4 separate regions of the Mus musculus genome follow, and all the other regions are linked to region 1. A link is a contact called in public promoter capture Hi-C data. All regions are on one chromosome and are shown on one strand. The core of a region is the stretch at or near the end of the contact, and the rest is flanking DNA. Distances in the headings are between cores, read along the strand shown.

What was found. Promoter capture Hi-C pulls out the DNA fragments that hold promoters and counts their contacts.
Region 2: a contact with region 1 is called in a promoter capture Hi-C map of embryonic stem cells, with 3 times the contacts expected there. The contact joins the promoter of D6Wsu163e here to the promoter of Ltbr in region 1. A contact is called at or near these places in 2 of 39 promoter capture datasets (the 3T3-L1 cell line and embryonic stem cells) and 1 of 115 datasets of contacts at active chromatin or transcription factors (astrocytes).
Region 3: a contact with region 1 is called in a promoter capture Hi-C map of cranial neural crest. The contact joins the promoter of Kcna6 here to the promoter of Ltbr in region 1. A contact is called at or near these places in 1 of 39 promoter capture datasets (cranial neural crest) and 1 of 9 other capture datasets (embryonic stem cells).
Region 4: a promoter capture Hi-C map of embryonic stem cells shows a contact between it and region 1, with 4 times the contacts expected there. The contact joins the promoter of Kcna5 here to the promoter of Ltbr in region 1. A contact is called at or near these places in 3 of 39 promoter capture datasets (embryonic stem cells and hippocampal neurons).

The regions. Positions count from the first base shown.
Region 1 is chr6:125,311,373-125,316,266 of GRCm38.p6, forward strand. It overlaps Ltbr (lymphotoxin B receptor), which reads right to left and starts at 2,513. Exons shown (of 10, transcript NM_010736.4): 1 at 2,218-2,513; 2 at 2,018-2,114; 3 at 1,622-1,747; 4 at 1,380-1,538; 5 at 898-994; 6 at 671-750. The coding sequence starts at 2,313. It also overlaps a transcript of Scnn1a not described here.
Region 2 is chr6:126,937,499-126,942,392 of GRCm38.p6, forward strand. It overlaps D6Wsu163e (DNA segment, Chr 6, Wayne State University 163, expressed), which reads left to right and starts at 2,468. Exons shown (of 14, transcript NM_138594.3): 1 at 2,468-2,528; 2 at 4,814-4,894. The coding sequence starts at 4,831. It overlaps Rad51ap1 (RAD51 associated protein 1), which reads right to left and starts at 2,089. Exons shown (of 9, transcript NM_009013.4): 1 at 1,996-2,089. The coding sequence starts at 2,012.
Region 3 is chr6:126,738,607-126,743,500 of GRCm38.p6, forward strand. Kcna6 (potassium voltage-gated channel, shaker-related, subfamily, member 6) reads right to left here and starts at 2,068. Exons shown (of 2, transcript NM_013568.6): 1 at 1-2,068. The coding sequence starts at 1,318. All of the region lies in intron 2 of Gm33581 (a long non-coding RNA gene), which reads left to right.
Region 4 is chr6:126,532,652-126,537,545 of GRCm38.p6, forward strand. It overlaps Kcna5 (potassium voltage-gated channel, shaker-related subfamily, member 5), which reads right to left and starts at 2,904. Exons shown (of 1, transcript NM_145983.2): 1 at 1-2,904. The coding sequence starts at 2,512. The coding sequence ends at 704.

The DNA.
Region 1 (4,894 bases), core at 1,263-3,762:
TTCTGCCAATTAGTAGCGATTAGAGTCATCAGAAGAACTTATAGTCAACCACCAGGCTGGGAAACTAGTGGGTTTCCTCGAAGACAGAAACCAAGAAACAAGAAAACCTAGAAAGAGCCCAGTGGGGGAGCATGTCTCCAACAGATGTGTGTAAGTGAACAACGAGGTATTCAATTAGTGAAGGAAGGCTATGACGGAATCGCATCCAAGCATAGTGATGAAGCCGGTTAGAATTACGTCACAGCACAGGAATGTTTCCTGGCATAATATGTATAATTTTGAAAGTGTAAGAAAAGAGTCTAGGGATGTTCTAATCTCCAGGCCCTCTATGGAGACAGGCTCACTCTGTAGCCAAGGCTAGCCTCAAACTCTTGATTCTTCTGCCGCAGCCTTTCAAGCGCTGGGGATTACAAGGGTGCACCACCACACCTGCCTTTCCAAGTTTTCGTTTTTTTTCTTTTGGTCCAAACTCAGGGTCTTATGTATCCCAAGCAAGCGTTCTAACCATGGAACTACACGCTACCTCCTTCTGATTTCTTCAGAAGAAATGTTTCTGACTTTGTCTAACCCTGGGAAGAAAGATGCACTGTTCCCTGTTTCTGTGGATGAGGGGGGCTGAGGCATCTTCCCAGACCGACCCTGCCTTGTGTTCCTCAGCCCGGTGTCTTACCTGGCTCTGGGGGATTTTTACAGATGGTATCCGAGTAGGAGGTACCTGGAGCTGCCTCCACCAGGCCCTGGATCTCACATCTGTGGAGAAACAAGACTGTGAGCTTCTCCCTGCTCCCCTTGGTGACTGGCTCCAGGAACACATGGTCGGGATGGCCGGAAGTCAAGGATGGAGGAGATGACAACCCTTGGGTTTCCTGGAGGTGAGTGGGGGAAGGGCCCTCTCACCTGGTATGGGGTTGACAGCGGGCTCGAGGGGAGGAAGTGTTCTGGAAGTGTCCCGGCTTACAGGGGACACAGTTGACGTCAGTATCCATAATTTCATCTGGCAAAAGAAAGGCAGGCCAGTGGGGGTGAGTGGGTAAGTGTGAGGACTCGGTGGCCTTCCTTTACGTCCCCTCTTTGCCAACCATTCTGCTCTGTAGTTGCTACCTTTCCCAAGCTTGGCTTTGCAGCCTGCCGTTTTGCCCAAGCTTCCCCAGGGCTGACAGGAGGGAGCTACCTTCTAAGCTCCTCATACCAGTTCATGTCTTGGCAGACCCCCTCCTGTGAGCCTTTTTCAAGGACTGATAGATTCTTTATGGTTCTCCCAGTGGGCAGAGGTACCACACTCACAGTACCAGTGGGGAGAAGCACCATGCGCACAGTATCACGTTCCTTGCCCTTGATGCCCAGCCTCCCTTTACTGGCTGCCCTCAGTGACCTCTGACCTGTGACCTCGGCTTCTGTGCCAGGCTGGCAGAGTACAAGCCGCTCCTCCTCACAGTGCACACACTCATTGTCCAGATACACACAGGACATCCCCGGCTGACAGCGGCACTCGGCTTTCCGATCGCTGGTGCAAGGGGCAACCTCCTCAAAGCCCAGCACTGTCAGGGAGAGGGAAGAGTCAGAGAGGAGCTGGCCCTCCCAGTCGTACCCATCATGCAGATCCAGATGAGTCCCCACTTACCAATGTCACAGGGGCGGCACAGCTGGCAGGTGGAGAGATGGTTCCAGTGTTCATTATAGGAATTATGGGGGCAAGTCTTGCAAACCGTGTCTTGGCTGCGGCTGCATACCGCAAAGACAAACTCGCCTATGAGGCGAATGGGGAAAGAGGGTTATCAGGAGACAAGAAGTCCATCTCTGCGTCCGCTGCCTCTGCTTGCTGCATGCCTCGGAGCCTCTCCTTGGTCTCTTTGTCCCCATCCTGTCTTCATGGCTACATGCCGCTACCTCTTCAAATCTCAGTGTCCGTGGGACAATGCTAATGCTTCGTAGACTCTCCTTCCTGGCTAGTTTTAGCAGTGCTGGCTCATTCTGGCTCACCTCTACCACCCAAGCCACTTGGAGCCACTGTTCTCACCTGGGGGACAGCGGGAGCAGCAGACGTCGTGCATGGGCTCGTAGTATTCCTTGTCCTGGTCCCAGCAAGTCTGGTTTTCTATGCGATAAGGGGGCACCTTCCAGAGGAGGCGGAGAAAGAGAAGAATGAGGCAGGGTCAGCTCTGGAGGGCAGAAGGGCTAGAGAGAAACCTGGTCCATCCCACCTAGCCCCTCCCTCACCAGCTGGGGCTGAGAGGCCACCAGAAGCCCGCTGAGTCCCAGCAGGAGTGGCCCCCAGGCCAGGCCGCAGGGAGAGGAGGCCCGGGGCAGGCGCATGGCGGCCTTTCGGCTCGGCTGACCAGACCGGGTGGAGTCCTAGGAGGAAGGTGGGAAGCCCGGACGTCCTGAGCAGCGTTGGCCACGACTTCCCAAGCCTGGCGGCTGGGCCGACGTGCCCCCGGGGGCCGGGAGCGGCCGGGCCTGGCCTCCAGGGCTCCAGCGCCGGGCTCAGGAAGTGGGAGTGGAGCGAGCCGGCCGGGGGCGGGGGCAGGGAGCCCTGGGAGCAGAGGCCGGCCTGTCGCAATCGCGACGGGGGGGGGGAAGAGGAACAGGCTTGGCCGCCTCGACGCAGGGCGGGAGGGGGTGGCCGGGAAAGCACGTGAGAGCTGCAGGCCCGGAACCCGGCCTCCACCTTTCTTCGGAAGCCTGGCTCTCAGAGGGGATTGCGGATTAGGATCGCTTGCTGGCCGAAAGGGGGGCAGCAGAGACAGTGGCTAGCCATCAGTCAGGCCCACCTCCGAGAGCCCGAGGCAGAGCTGACTTGGTTGACCTGCCGTGGACGTTGAGGCAGAGAGCTGTGGACAGCTGGGTGTCAGATTTGCAAAGAGGAGGCGCCAGGGATTGACAGTGCACCCAGCCAGGATACCCAGAGGTGGTTAGCAGATGCAGCCAGCGTCTGGCCAGGCATCCCACTTGGCAGAGACTGAGGGCCTGCTCCACTCTGTGACTTTTTAAAAAGAAGCTTCCACAGTAACAAGCCCACCCACGCCACACACCAGGGCGCACACCACAAGACACTGGAGAGAGTTCAGCTGGCCCTGAATCTGTCCTCTCCTCTGGGACCTCTCTCACGGAAGGGTGGGCGTGTGTAAACCCAGGTCCTGGTGAGTGGGGGCTTCTGGGCTGGGGCTGGGTAGCCTAGTTCCAGCGTGTGTGCACATAAGCCTATAACTCTCTTAAACCGAGGGACCTGAGAGCCCAGCCAGTGTAGGTACCTTACTTTCTAGAGAAGACCTGCCCAGGGTGCCAGGCAGCGGTGCACAGGGTTCCAAGATCGTTAAGCCTGGTGGGCCTTTTCTTCCTGCCATTAATAGCCCAGAGCTGCTGGAAGTATGTGACACCCCTTTTTCCCACGTCTACTGATTCCCAACCCCCCCCCCCAGCCCCCTTCACACACACACCCCTCTAAATTTCTATTAAGAAAACAGCCATGGAGCCCCCAAGGAACCCTAATGTCTGCCCTGTGCTCCTTACTAGGCTATTGGCTGGCCCGTGGCCTGGTTTGGCTATTTAGTCTAGGCTCACGGAGTCTAGCATGATCTGGCTTATGCCACTGGCCAGGTACATATTCGTTGTGTAAATGAAGGCTGTCCACACCGCTTAGCCACTCTGGAAGAACTTAACTGCAGTCCAGATCTGATTTTCAGATCCCAGCCCATGGCAACATCTGTCCTGCCTCCCTTGTGACTCGGGGGTGGGGGGTGGGGTTGGACTCTCATTTGGAATGAGGGAAAGCCTTCTCTTGCAATAGCTCACCTGAGAACTGACCTTTTCCATGGTGGATCAGATATCCAGACAGGCTTTCGGTGGAGCCTCGAAATGCTGGCAAGGGATTGAGTTTTAGAGAAGACCTGGGGAGAGGGGGGAACAGAGCGGGGCGGGGTGGGGGGGAACTTGCCTGGGCTTTTTTTTTTTAAGTGTATACTTTTTTTAAAAAAAAGATTTATTTATTATTATATGTAAGTACACTGTAGCTATCATCAGACACTCCAGAAGAGGGAGTCAGATCTCCTTAGTGGTGGTTATGAGCCACCACGTGGTTGCTGGGAATTGAACTCAGGACCTTCAGAAGAGCAGTTGATGCTCTTAACTGCTGCCTGGGCTCTTGATAGTCACTCTGTGCTGTCCCCTCCCTGGGTGCTGGCCCAGCAGCTCCACTCTGCTGGTACCTGTCTGTCTCAATTGTCCCAGGTTCCCTGGCAGTGGTAGAGATACTGAATAGCAGACCTCTGATTTCTCTTCCTTCTGGGCTCAGGGAGTTGGGGCAGGGGCTTGACTCACTTGGATCTCTTAACAGCATAAAGGAACGGGTGGGTGGGGAGCGGCCCTAGATACATTTCACTATTTCTTTTTTTTTTTTTTAATGTTTTATTAGGGAAAATTCACATGTACTATTCAGAGAGAGAGAAAGAGAGAGAGAGAGAGAGAGAGAGAGAGAGAATTAGGAGCCTCCATGTTGTCTTACTTAGCTTTCACTTGTGACCTGTCTTTTTTTTTCACATCATTCTCCCCCCAAGACAAGGTTTCTCTGTGTAGCTCTGGCTAACCTGGAACTCCCTCTGTAGTCTGGGCTGGGCTTGAACTCAGAGATCTGCCTTCCTCTGCCTCCCAAGCTCTGCTATTAAAGGTGTTGGCTACCTTTAGTGTGGATTTTAAAGTTTGTGAGTTTTCACATGTAGATTAGTGGGGTCTCATTGACTTTTTTCACCTGTTTATTTGTCTATTTATGCAGTGAGTATAGGAGTGTGGGCACGTTCTGTGACAGGACTCAGAAAGGTGGGGAGACCCGACCCACCTCCTGGCAGCCTACGGAGACTTCGGGCAGACAATACAAAATGGTTACTATAATACCTCTCCA
Region 2 (4,894 bases), core at 1,218-3,717, 1.6 Mb after region 1:
TTGAGTATGCGGCAATAGAAACTGCAAGGACTACAACCACCACAGCCTCAGTTTGTGCCAATCCCCATTCAGTGTAAATGACAGAAGAGTGAAGACAACAACTGGTTTGGCTTTACTGTAACACAAGTAATGAGCTAGTGAGATGCAGTGGCCAAAGTCACCCGCTGTGCAACCCTGACAACCTCCTGTGACTCCTAGGATCCATGAAAGGTGGAAAGAAGAGAAAGGACCCCACAGTTATCTGCTGAATCAAGACAATGTATGTCTACCACCATTCTCACCCCTTTTATTCACACAATAATTTACAAAACAACCCCCCCCCACCACACAAAATAACAACAAAAACCAGACCACAGTCATGATCTCATGGGGCTTCTGAGGATTCAGGGGACTGTGGATAACACTGTGACTACTACTATCCCAAATAACAGCAGTATGTCTTCAATATCTGCATGCCTGTCCCCTTCCAATTTCACCATGGAAGCAAGAGAAATCTAGTCCTGTCTTCTAAACCTCATTATCTCAAAGGGGCCCATCTCAGTCAATACAGAGACGTAGCTCAGTCCATAGAGACAGTCAACCTTGATTCTTTGTTTTCTCTCCTCTATAACCACTTGTCAGAAGTACCTAAACTTGAGCTGGAGAGATGGCTCAGTGGTTAAGAGCACTGACCACTCTTCTAAAGGTCCTGAGTTCAATTCCCAGCAACCACATGGTGGCTCACAACCATCTGATGCCCCCTTCTGGTGTATCTGGGAACAGCTACAGTGTACTCATATAAATAAATCTTAAAACAAAACAAAAAAAACCCTAAACTTACTTGCTCCATCTCCACACCACACACACACACACACACACAGTGCCAAAGTCACACACAACTGATAGCATCTCAATTCCCCCCTCCCCCCTGCTTTCGCTCTGGCCACTCCAGTCCCCCTCAGAGCCAACCAACAGCCGGTGGCCTTTATAAAAGTGAAATGAGAATATCTCAGGCCCTCCACCACTGAAACTACAGATTTCCCATTTGTCTCAAATAAAATTCAAACTCCTAAGACCTACAAGCTGCTTTAGATAGATTTAGATAGATTACAACTGCTTTGTAATCTATCTGACTCAGTCCTCAATCCATCCACATGCTTGTTCATCCCACACCTTCAATCTGCTTCTCAAACATGGTGAACCTTGGGCTTTGGCTCCTATTTCATGTGAATGCCCCTTACATTTTACCTAGGTAACGCGTTCATATGATTTAAAGTAAGGCTTTTCTCCTTCCTCCTATGTTACATTGTGGTGTTTATTTTGTTACTCCCCCTTATCTCTCCCCACCCCTCTTCCAATAGAGTGTAGCCTCCAGCTCTTAGTACAATACAGGCCTAGGAGAATTCACTAAGTTTATTGTTGTTTGGTTTTGCAGGACTGGGGTTTGAAGCTGGGGGCCTCTCATCTGCTAGGCAATCACTGGACCACTGGGCCATAGTCTCAGCTATATTCAGTCATTCTACTAAATGGATGGCCAGCCTGGCATCCCGGTTGTGATCACAGAGAGATTCCAACAGTCTAAAGGAAAGCAGATAGGAACTGGGGGTCATGTGACAGGGCACCACGGCTTGAGCTGGAAGTTAAATGGGCCTCTCTGCCTAGGGATTTGAGGGAATAGGCACACCTGCTTTTTCTGTATCGCTCAACGTATGACAGCCACTTAACGCGGTCGCTCGCTGTCGCGTTAAGCGCGACTCAAATGCTAGCCTACCAGGTCCCTCTGGAGTGGGGTGACTCAGGGGCGACAGCTGCAGAAGGAGGCCGAGGGGCGGCAAGCGAGATGCCAGGCGGGCTCCTCTGAGCAGCGGGTGGCTCTCACCGGAGACTGGCGACGAGCACCCACCCAATCGCGCTGCCCTCTGTCGGATCTCGTCCTCTCCCGCAACCATGCATGACAGTGGCCCCCATCGTCCCCGTCCTTCCTCTCTGCCCCGCGGGACGTCACCAACCACTCACCTGATAGGACGCACCATGGTGCCCTGCCTAGAGCAGCAGTGCTCTGGAGCTGGGGAGCAGCTGTGGCGGTTTCAATTCCCGCCGAAAACCAGACGTCGCGCTCCACGCCCCGCTGCGCCAGCCCGCCAATCACCGCTCGCCTGCCTGAGGCGGCGCCTGCGTGCTGAAGAGAGGGCGCCTGCGCACACACACCGTGGCCCGGGCACGCCATCCTGGATCCTGTCTGCTCAGACTTAGCTTTTGTTTTGATACTGCACTTTCGTCACAATTGCGATTTGGTACCGAGTCTAAAATACAATATAAAAATAGCGACACGCCTCCAATATTTAGAATGACTAACTTAAAAATAACTGGAACAAAGGGGGTCTTGGATAGGCGTTTTCCTTGGCGCTTGAGGAAAGAGAAACATGAGTTCCGAATCTGCCAAAGTGGATCTATTGGAGGTTAAAAAAAAAAAAGCAAGAAGTCAGCTGACTTATTTGGGCAGTTCTGCGTTGACAGCTCCAAGTGTGCTTTGGTGTCTGATGAGAGAGGTGAGTTCGAGCCCACAGCGAAGAAGCCCCTTCAGTGTGGAGGACCCAATGACGGTATCTGGTACAGACTTAAAGAACAGAAGGAGTCTTCTAAGGGCCATCTAAAGTGCTGGAGTGCAGCTTGCCATTGCCAGTTCAGTGTTTGTGGTCAACTAGGCTTGTCGTTTTGCATGTTGCTCTGACAGGGTGTAGGCACACCCAGAGAATTCGGAGACGTAAACTGGATTACGATGAATTGTATCCTGAGAGCAACAGACCACAGGAACAAAGAGTAACATGAAAACGTGTGTTTTTATTGGTTTTGTTCTGTTTCATGTTACAATGTATTCTAATTACTGTCTCACCTTATGTCGCACCTGTCCCTACTAACTTGCCCATCCCTCTAATCTCTGCATTTCCACCAGTCCCCTTTCTAGATTCATGTCGTTGGGTTTTTTTTGTTTTGGTTTGGTTTTGTTTGTTTTTGTGACCCTATATCTTAATTAGACCAGACTATTGAATTGCGACTACTCATTGGAGCCTGGTGGGGGCACCCGTGGGCACACAACTGAAAAATAACTTCCCTTTTCCTGAATCTGCCCATAGAAAACAGTTCCTTAATGACACATGGGTCATTCTGAGTCGTCTTCTCTCTTCCCTCTGCTGCTGCTGAGGCTAATCTTATGCAGACCTCTGACACTGCAGTGAGTTTACTGCTGTAATGGCAGCGTCTTGTCAGAAGGTGGCATTTTGTCTTCCTCTCTATGATCTGGTTCCTCTATTTTTCCACTTCCTATTCTGCAGTGTTCCTTGAACCTTCACAGAGGTGGTATAAATGCCTTGTTTAGGGCCGAGTCCCCATCCATCACATGTTCTCACCTTGTGGCACCTGGAGTCTGTACATTCATTATAGTTCACTGGAAAGAGACAATTCTCTGATTAAGTCTGGGAGTAGCACTTGTCGTGGGTATAGACATGGTGGTTTGACAGTGTCCATTTAACTGAACAACAGTATTTATGTTCCCCCCCAGGGCCCATCATCTTCCCTGCTATGGGTTTCCAACAGGAATCATAGTGCCAGGCAGGGGTATGCTCCTATAGAGCTGACCTCAAATCCAGTCAGAGCAAATTGGATACCCTCATAATGGTACCCTAGTGCCCAGATGAGCATGTCTTGCCTGGCAGGTTAGTAGAGTTCATAGAGTCCACAGCTGGGTTGGACCAGTAATGAAATTTCTCTTATAGCAGCCTCCTTAGTATCTTCAAGGACCATAAAAGATAGCCAGCAAAGAGGAAGCTTCCAGCAGAGTTCCAGCTTGGCTTTTTTATATCATCAATTGAGCTGTGCAGTGTCTTTAACAACAGAGTTTATCATCTAGTTTTTATGGACGACCAAGAACAATGACAACAATCTCTACTGTCCTGGGAGTTCATATATATATATATATATATATATATATATATATATATATATATAAATGCATACATATATATGTACATATATGTGTGTATACATAGACTGATGGCTAGCTCTTTAAGGGACCTCGACTCCTACTGTCTTTACTGCATTTTCTTTTCTCTGAGTAGTGTTCAGTGTGCCTTGGGCAGCATCCTGTGTGGTCTGTTCTGTGCCCGTGCTTCCTACTTGGAGATCTTTCTTGTGTTCCCATATCCTTTTTCTGATACATCTCCTGACCTTCAACATCAAACATCTTCAAGCTACCACTGGGTCTCCGTTGTGTTTGGCCACTTGTATGAGTTCCGTAAGCTAGCTGTACACTTACAGACCCCCAACCCGTCCCTCCTCCAGCATTTCCTCTTGCCCCCCCCCCACTCTGTACCTTCCCTTGTATTAACTACTTGTTATTCTTCCCTAGGAGTAAAAGTACTTCTTGAGCATATTGTTTGCTCTGAAATTAACTTTAAAATAACTTTTCATTTTAAAAAAAAAGGAAGAAGCAGCATTTGGTTTTTGTCACGAAGATGAATGTGCAGGAATAAGCAGGAAACACTATAATAGACTGGTTGTGGTGGTGCACACCTTTAATATCAGCACTTAGGGTGGGGTGTGCTGAGACAGGAGAATCAAATGTCTGACATCATCCTAGGATACGTAGTCCTAAGTCACCCCAAGATGCACAGTGAGACATCCTCTCTAATAAAATGGAAGGAAAATGAAGACTGGAGTCGTTGGTTCAGCATCGCATGGGGGCGGGGTGGGGTGGGGTACAGTCTCTGAGGGATGGGCTGTGTTTTAGAGGTGTCCTGTGGCCGTTTGACTCATGGTTCTTTGGCTCATCCTACAGAAACCCTGCTGAAGAATATGAAGAAAAACCGAGAAAGGTTCTGCAACAAGGAAAGGGAATTTGTGTACAAGTTCCAGGTAG
Region 3 (4,894 bases), core at 818-3,317, 1.4 Mb after region 1:
AGCCCACAATCTTGCCCCCTACCGTCATGGGGTACATGTCCCCATAACCTACCGTGGTCATTGTAACCACAGCCCACCAGAAGGCATCTGGGATGCTAGGGAAGAGCGAGTCAACATCATCAGCCTCTGCGAAGTAGACAGCGCTGGAAAAGAGGATGACTCCGATGAAGAGGAAGAAGATGAGCAGCCCGAGCTCCCGCATGGACGCCTGTAAGGTCTTACCCAGGATCTGCAGCCCCTTGGAATGGCGGGAGAGCTTGAAGATTCGGAACACCCGGACCAGGCGGATCACCCTGAGGATGGCTAGGGACATGGCCTGCTGCCCATTCTGACCACTGCCACCACTCACAGACTGCTGCTCGTGACGTTGCACTAGCTCGGTGCCCAAGGTGATAAAGTAGGGGAAAATGGCCACCAAGTCAATGATGTTCATGATATTGCGAAAGAAGGCCGCCTTGCTGGGACAGGCAGAGAAGCGCACCAGGAGCTCAAACGTGAACCAGACGATACACAGAGTTTCCACCAAGAAGAAGGGGTCTGTGAAGAAAGAACCCCCGAGAGTACTAAGTGAAGATGTTCCTCCAGTCCCCAACCCCCCAGAGGGAATGCTACCAGGAAATGCATAGGAATCTTCATCCTCATCTTCTTCCTCGTGGCTCCTGGAGGCCGGAGACAAGCGGGTCCCACTACCCTCGTTGCTTCCACCGCGCCCATCTGCACGGAATTGAGGCAAGGTCTCCAGGCAAAAGATGACGATGGAGATGAGGATGACCAATACTGAGACGATGGCGATGCCTCGGGCGGGCCCGGAACTCTCCGGGTACTCAAAGAGAAGCCAGACCTGTCGCTGGAAAGGCTGGGAGGGGAGTGGTTTCTCATCCTCGCCACCTTCGGGCAGGCAACCCTCATCCTCCCGGAAGGCCGCCAGGGCTTCCTCTCCCAACTGATAGAAGCGGATCTCTTCCATAAAAATGTCCAGGGGCACATTAACAGGCCTGCGCAGGCGACCTCCAGATTGATAGTAATAAAGGATAGCGTCGAAGCTGGGTCGGTTGCGGTCAAAGAAGTACTCGTTCCTCAAGGGGTCAAAGAAACGGACTCTGCGGCCAGGGTCTCCTAGCAGCGTGTCAGGGAACAGCGACAGGGTGCGCAGCTGCGTCTCGAAGCGCAGCCCGGAGATGTTGATCACCAACCTCTCACTACTACAGCAGCCGCCGCCGCCCTCGGCCTCCTGGAACTCACCCGCATCCTGTTGCTCCCCCTCCGGCCCACGGACCTCCCCCGGCGCCGCCAGCGTCAGGGATTTCTCCGATCTCATGTCACCTCGGCGGTGCGCTCCCCGCCACTAGGACGGCGCCCACGACACGAGCTCCAGAGAGCGGCACCCGCTTCACAGCTTCGGCTGTGCCCTCCTTTAGGGTGGGGCCCGTGCTCTGACCTGGCGGTTAGGTCGGTGAGCCCTGCAGCTGGTCCCTCTGCCAGGCTAGGTCTGGGAAGTGGCTCTGGCTCTCAATAGCCGCGCCTCCGTGCTCAGGATTTCTGAGATGCCTGGAACCCGCAAACTGTCGCGCGCGTGAAACTGGCTGCCCGAAAAGACGCGTGGCTTAGCTCTCGATGGTGCCTAAAACTGGGCTCAGGACCCACAGGTCCGCCCTCCAGACCTGCTGGCTCTCACCAGGTCCTACTGCGCTTCTCCAGCTGCACACGACTCTGGGTTGCCGCTGGTACCTAAGCGCCAGATGCGCCTCCCTCTGGCTCACCAAAGACTCCTGCCCGGGCTCGGCCTCCGCCTCCGCCCTACGTCCACCACCGAACTAGGTCTGGCCAAGGTCGCGATTGCAGCCGCCACCTTCTTCCCCAGGAGCTAGCTGTTCTAGAGGCCTCGGAATCGCCCTGGGCCTTCCCGGGCGCCGAAGCGCGGAGACCCACCTCCCCACCGCTTCAAGCCTTGCCTGCACCCGCAGCAGCCCCAGCAGCAGCAACAGCAGCAGCAGCAGCAGCAGCAGCAGCAACAGCAGCAGCAGGCTCAGCTCTCAGCTCTGCCCTTCCTCCTTAACACACTCTCCAAGTGACGTGGCAGGCCCCGCCTGCTGCCCACCCCACTCTCACATCACACCCCTTACCCAGTCAGGGGCTGCAGCAAGCCTGGATGCTGGGGAGAGATGTGTATACTTGCCTCCCCAGTAATCTTTCCCGCGCTCTCCTGGCATGCCTCTTGCTTTCTCACATTCACACGCACGCCCCCACCCCCACCCCAACCAAGCCGCAGTATCCTAATAACACACCCACTCCATCTCTCCATAGTCATCTCTTCTCGTTTCTGTTCACCGAGCTGACCTGCTCAGTGTATTTCAGCAAAAAGAAATCACATACGCTGGCCCACAACACACCCCTGCCCAATAAGCTATACACAGCACCTGACCCCTCCACAGCTATTTACTTGGGGGGGTCGGGGGGGGACAGGAGAGGGAAAAATCCATGTTTTTTATATCCATGAAGACATGTTTGCCATTTTCAACCTCTCCTGGGGGGGGGGGGAAGATGAAGTATTTTTAAATGTCTTGAGAGCTTTCCATTTAGGCTGTGTCCCAATGTTAATTCCCCATCAGACTCTCACTTTTGCAACCTGGAAAGGCAAGGCTGCAGCTCTCTTTCAAGGCGCAGTGATAGTAAGAGGGGAGGAAAAGCCTGCCCGTGCCCAGTGCTCTCATGGAGTCCTGAAGACGTCCACCATCATCTCCATGAAAAAGCACCAGAAGACTATGATATTGAAGAAACACTATATACAAGGAATAGCAGCCAAGAATCTTTGCTTCACGCCTCCTTTGGAGAAAAAAAGAAGAAAAGAAAAAAGTAAATAAAAAGATTCTGCAATTTATACTTATCTGTGTCAAGAAAAGGGAGGAAAGGAAAAACAAAAAGGAGGTAGTCAAAGTGTCAATAAACAATGTAGCTATGTGTGATGAGCATCTAATAAACACATTTTAGTTGCTTTACCAGAAAGATGGCCTCCCCTTCTAGGCCATAGAGTCTCATTTGGTAGGATTTGAATGGGACAAACTACTCTGCCTCTCTTAGAATGCCAAAAAGATTTTCCATCCATTCTCCCAAAGGCTTCCTCCCTAGATCACGTGGATGAAGTCGCTGGATGGTGCACCTGGTTTCAGACTACCAGGTAGCTTGCTCTTGACTTGCCGTGGCCACAGTTGATTGGCTGGCAACGGCCAGTGTTTCTTCATAAGAAAGAGCGTCCGTAGGATAAGGACAGTAATGGCACATAAGATTCTCTCAAGCCATGAGATGCATGTATGGGTTTTTAGCCATACGATCTAGACAGACTGTTTTTAAACCACAGCAGTTTTCACAGCAGGTGCTCCCAGAGGGATGAGGCAGGGGAGGAAACCAGAGTTCTTGGACCTGTAGGGAGGAAATCGAGTGGAGATGATGCTGACTTCATCACACATGGAAGCTTGGGCTCCCGCCTGTCCCTCCCCAGGTCTCCTAGCCTCAACCTCTGCCTCTCTTATGTTTGACTTGGTTTCCATTCCTTCCCCTCGCATGCACAGTTCAGTGAAGGGTGAGAGAGCAAGTCTGCTGCATTTACCCAGTCGATAGTTTTCCCATTTGCAGGCTATGTAATTAAGCAATTTAGACATCACACAAAAGTTACTCCACTCAAAGGAAAAAATAAAATAAAGCAACAACAAGCACAGTATAGAAGACACACTCTCACCCTGTCCTGTGCTCCACGAGGATTTCCTGGGTTGCAAATTGACTTGCTCCTGATTCTTTGAGGTTTGTTTTTTGAGGTTTATCGTGACTTATTCATTTGCATGTCTGTTGTCTTCATAGCCCCTCTTCCAGAAATGGGATGTTGATGAGGTCCGTATTGAAGCAAAATATGAGAAGAAATTGCATTCTTCTAGAAGATGGACCGGGCTTTAGCATGACTGCAGATACCCATTTGAATACTCCTGTTAAACTGGCTGTCACTCTCTGCCATTCCACAGGCAGATTTGTGGTTACCTTCAAGTCAGACGGAAGGCTGAGCCCCTAGAAAGGTTTCATTTTACGCTGGGAAGTTCCCTTGGGAGGTAGAAGCCATTAGCAAATTCATGAATCAGACTTCTGTTTTTAGTTCTTTTGTGAGACAGACTCATTCCCTGTGCCTAGATAGTTCCTCCTAAGTATATATTAAGGATGGATTTTAAAAGAATCACACCTTCAGAAGTGCCAGCTCCCTGAAGAGGAAAGGCACAAGCCCCACCTCCTTCTGCAGACACTTTGTTGCTCCTTCCAGTGACAGGTGACTGTGATTTGATTCTTCCTCCTCCATCTCCTGGGCTCTAATTTCATTTCAGCACAGACCATTTGTTTATTGTCTCTAAAATTAGACATTTGCGATGACCACCAAGGTTGGTCATTTCTTTAATTCGTCATTAACTGAGCAGCTACTTGGTGGCCACCATAGTGTTGGGGCTAAACAGTTAACAGGGAATACATTCCATTCTAGGCAGGAATTCTTTTTTTTTAAGATTTATTTATTTATTATATGTGAGTACACTGTAGCCATCTTCAGACACCCTAGAAGAGGGAGTCAGATCTCATTACGGGTGGTTGTGAGCCACCATGTGGTTGCTGGGATTTGAACTCAGGACCTTTGGAAGAGCAGTCAGTGCTCTTAACCACTGAGCTATCTCTCTAGCTCCTAGGCAGAAATTCTTACCAGCAGACAAAGAAGATGTTTACACACACACAATGTATAATAAAGAGAATGAAGATGCTACTTCCAGGACAAACATAGAAAATAAAACTTTAAGAAGTGTGCTTGATGGGAAAAGATCCTGTAATGGTTCATTTTCATCGATAATTTAACTGGACTCAGAGTTAATGA
Region 4 (4,894 bases), core at 1,654-4,153, 1.2 Mb after region 1:
TCACAGGATATGTTTAAGGGGAATAAAAAAAAAAGCAGGTTTGCTGCTCTTCTAGAACATTCTCTACCTTAGACACAAAGCACCAATAGTACATCCCAGAATAATGGGAGGCTTGGGAACACAAACTTGAACAACTTCTTTAGTGTCTCTGCCCCTGGGTTGTCCCAGGAAATGATGACCCCCCCCAAGACTTCATAATTCAAAGTACATCTTAAGAACACACCCAAATATTCTTCATGTGCACTGCTGTACAAAATGCACTCGTCAGCCATAAGAATAATATTTGCCATATACAAATATAATCACGTGTAAAGTAAATTTGGAACACAGGAATAGAGAGGGCTATGGACTCTCTTGGGATCTGAGCTATTTAAAGTCAATTTTGTTTGAGTTATCCCTCTGCTGGGTATAGAAAACTGGCTATGAATACATCCATCTTACAGTGAATGCTCACCACTTCAACGGCTCCTGCGTCATGGAATGCGATACTTTTTAAAAATAGGTGACCCTTGGTGTTATGGAAAGGGGGGGGGATGGGGAAGTTAGAGGGCAGGAGGGTGGGAAGGGTAAACGGGGAAAGACAGGATCCGGACTTTGATGGGTGACCAGGTGGGCTTAAATACTCTATGGTGTAAAGCAGATAAGCAAGCTCAAGAGGAACCGGTTCCCAGCTCTGCTGTTGCAAGTCTGCCTTGATCTCTCTTTACAAATCTGTTTCCCGGCTAGTGTCCAGACAGAGGGCATACAGAGACCTTCGCAGGTCCACGTTGCTCTTGGCCTTTAGGTGACACTTTTCTAGAGGACAGCTACCCCTTCTGATACTGTCAGTACTCTCCAGGGGTCCCCCAGTCTTGCAGAAGGAGGCCTTGCTGCAGCTGACCTTCCGTTGACCTCCTGTGTCCAGCCCAGACTCCCGCCTCTGGATGCCTTGCTCTTCCTTCAGGGCAGCCTGCTCCTCGTGGTCTGTCTCCCGATGATAGAAGTAATTAAAATTGGAGACGATGACGGGCACAGGCAGAGCAATGGTGAGGACCCCAGCTATGGCGCACAGTGAGCCCACAATCTTGCCCCCTACAGTGATGGGCCTCATGTCCCCGTAGCCTACAGTGGTCATAGTGACTACTGCCCACCAGAATGCATCCGGGATACTGGAGAAGTGCGACCCCTGATTGTCTGCCTCTGCGAAGTAGACAGCGCTGGAGAAGAGGATGACTCCGATGAAGAGGAAGAAGATGAGCAGCCCGAGCTCCCGCATGGACGCCTGTAAGGTCTTACCCAGGATCTGCAGTCCCTTGGAGTGGCGGGAGAGCTTGAAGATTCGGAACACCCGGACCAGGCGGATCACCCTGAGGATGGCTAGGGACATGGCCTGCTGCCCATTCTGACCACCACCCCCTGGTTGTTGCTCTGCCAGCTCGGTGCCCAGGGTGATAAAGTAGGGGAAGATGGCCACAATATCAATGATGTTCATAATATTCCGAGAGAATTCTGCCTTGCTGGGGCAAGCAAAGAAACGCACAAGCAGCTCAAAAGTGAACCAGATCACACATGTGGTCTCCACGATGAAGAATGGGTCAGCCAGTGTCCTAGGCAGGAGCGGAGCCACTGTGGGGCCAGAGGAAAGGACACCAGAGCCACTGCCATTTGCCCCTGGGGCAGGGGCTGGGGGCTGCGGCGGCACTGGGGGGTGGCGTAACAGCTCCCGTTCATCCCTGAACTCAGGCAGAGTCTCCAAGCAGAAGGTGATGATAGAGATGAGAATGACCAAGACCGACACGATGGCAATGGCTCTTGCTGACCCAGAGCTTTCTGGGTATTCGAAGATAAGCCACACCTGGCGCTGGAACTCATTGCGGGGCAGGGGCTTCTCCTCTTCCTTGATGAAGCCTTCATCCTCCCGGAAGCGCTCCATGGCCTCGTCCCCCAGCTGGTAAAAGCGGATCTCATCTGCAAACACATCCAGGGAGACATTGACCGGCCTGCGCAGGCGGCCCCCAGACTGGTAGTAGTACAAAATGCCATCGAAGCTAGGCCGGTTGCGGTCGAAGAAGTACTCATTTCTCAAGGGATCGAAGTAGCGCAGGCGTTTGACTGGGTCCCCCAGGAGGGTGTTGGGAAACTGCGCCAGGGTGCCCAGCTGCGTCTCAAAGCGCAAACCCGAGATGTTTATGAGGACCCGCTGGTGATGGAGTGATCCTGAGTCCTGAGGAGCCTGGTCCTCCTCCACTGTGCCCAGGCCAGGGTCGCCTTCTCCCTCCTCATCCTCAGCAGATGGCCTTCTAGGCTGTGGCAGCTCCTGAGGCATAGGGGGCAAAGGCCTCCCACCCTGGCCCGCATCCTCGTGTGTGGCGCGCCTCCTCGGTGATGTTTCTTTGGACTGATTATTGAGTCCAGCCGTCGGAGGGCACCCACACTCTCCCCTGGGGCTCTGCACACAGCTTGCCCCTGCCTCCCCTCCTCCTCTGAGGGTCATGGCACTGCCGTTCTCCATGGGCACCAGGGAGATCTCCATGGCCCGGGGGCAAGGGGCATGCTGCGCCCCCAGACAACCGGTTCCCACACCCCAACTCACGCTCCGCGCCTCGCGGTTTCCTCTTCAGCCGAGGGCCCCCGCTGGCTCTAGGCTGGCTGGGGTAGCTGGCTGGATCCCCTTGGCTGGTCCTGACGTCAAGAAGCTGCTGCCCCTGCTCCCTGCCTCTCTCTCTCCCTCTCAGTGTTCTGGCAGCTGGTTACCAGGCAGCAGAAAAACCTCCTTCCAGCAGATGCAACCTCCAGCAGCCCCTCTCTGGCTGAGCTCCCCGGCCTCCGCCCTCTGTGGCTCCCTCCTCTCCTCCTCCCCCTCCTGTTTCTCCTCTGGGGACGGAGTCAGAGAGTGTCTCTCTGGAGGGTTCAGCTGGGGCCCCAGCAGCAAGGACAGGAAGGGGAGGAGGAAAAGAGCCTGAGGAGCGAGGAACAGGTTGTACCAGGAGCGCTGAAAACTCCCAGGGCAACAGGATGAGAATAGCTTCAGGATCTCAGATCACCTGGGAATGCACAGAAAGCGGAAAGGGGACTCCAGGGGGTGGGAACTGCTTTAGATGCAAGGGGAAGGCTTGTAGCTGAGTTCCAGTGAGTGGAGAAGAGAGTGCTCTGGGTGTTTTTCTTTTAGAGCAGTGCTTCTCAACCTTGCTAATGCTGCTGCAACCTTTAACACTGTTCCTCATGTTGTGGTGAACCCCACAACGGTAAATTTATTTTTGTTGCTACTTCATAACTGTGATTTTACTATTGTTATCATAACATAAATGGAATTTGTTACTGAAGTGTAATGTAAATATTATTGGAAATAGAGGTTTGCCAAAAGGATTGTGAACCACAGGTTGCAAAACCAATGCTTTATAGATTAACAGCCTCTCTCTTTGGGAAAAATGACACTGCAGGGGAGCAGCGAGCTGTGTGTGTGTGTGTGTGTGTGTGTGTGTGTGTGTGTGTGTGTGTGTACTCTGGAACTCTTCCAGTCTATCTACAGATCCATTGGAAGGTATGAGACTGAGACCTCACAGCACCCCCTTAAGCCTGCTTTTCATCATCCAGACATTGGTGATTTGATCTGCTAGTATGGAGCCAGGAGGAGTCTCAACTGAGAGAGAAGCTGTCTGGTCTCCTGCCTCTGCATTCTTCGCCATCCCTCCAGCCTCCTCACCTAATCCTCTTTTTGTAAAATGCACAGTGAGAAAAGAGAATAAATCCTGGTGGAGAATAATTGTGCACGGGAAAGCTCTAAGCTAGCGACTGCATAGAAACCTGTGTAAAGAGGAGGCAGAGGGACTTATTTATTGCTAGTATGTCCAGATCATTCTGGACTTGTGTGTTTTTGCATCAGCTTACTTTGTAAGTACTAGGACTACCTTCAACATACAAAGAAACTCAGGCACAGATAGATTGACTACATTGTATATGGAGGCCACAGAACTTGACTACATTGTATATGGAGGCCACAGAACTAGAAAGTATCAACGCTGCAATTCAAACCCAAGTTGCTGGGTTTAGGGAGCTCGCTTCTTTCTCCCCTCCCCACATCTGGCCTGAGGCCCTTCTTCCATTGCAGGAGGCAGAAGAATGAGTAAGATAAAGATTGGGTTCTAGGCTGGGATGCCAGGGTCCCTCTCTACACTCTGCCCTTGTCTTTAGTCTCTGAGGCTGTTGTGGTCTCCAAAAGCCAAGGGGAGGATTTTTCAAGGTCTGTCAGCCAATTCTAGATACAGCTTCCTCCAGATGTTTTTTGTTTTTACATTGCTGGAAAGTTGCTGTAATTCAGAGTGTCTGATTATATTGTCTATTTTCTTTTCCTGCATATTGTTTGAGATTCTACTCCAGGGATGTCACCACCTATTGTCTGTGAATGAGTCTACAAATACAGGTGCTTTGGAAACTTGAGGCAAAGTTTGTTGAAACAGCAAAGGCCACACAAACTTGCGTTGCCTCTGGAAATGCAGAGGATGTGACTTCATTAGTGGATTTGTACAAGAAGGTTGCTGGGAAGTGGGTGTGTGCAGACATTTGGCTGCATGTGACTTCATGTAAATGGTGTTAGCAGAGATGCAAGGATGAGGATTGAGTGTGGATGTGACAGGTGACATGAGGGGGTGTCAGCAGCCAGCGTTACGACATTGCACTCGCCACTCCACAGTGCCATGGTTTATTAATTCTTCATTTACTAAGGAGTTGAGGATCTAACCTAGGACCTGATACATACTAGGCAAGTTTTCCACTACTGCCTAAAACCTGCAGTGAGTTAGGTGGCTCCATGCTGGGATCATGGTGGGTGAGGTTAGAGATGTGTTGCCTTATATCTTATCATGGAATGATACATCTTGTGCATACGAAGGAAGATGGATATTGATTCAGGTGGGCC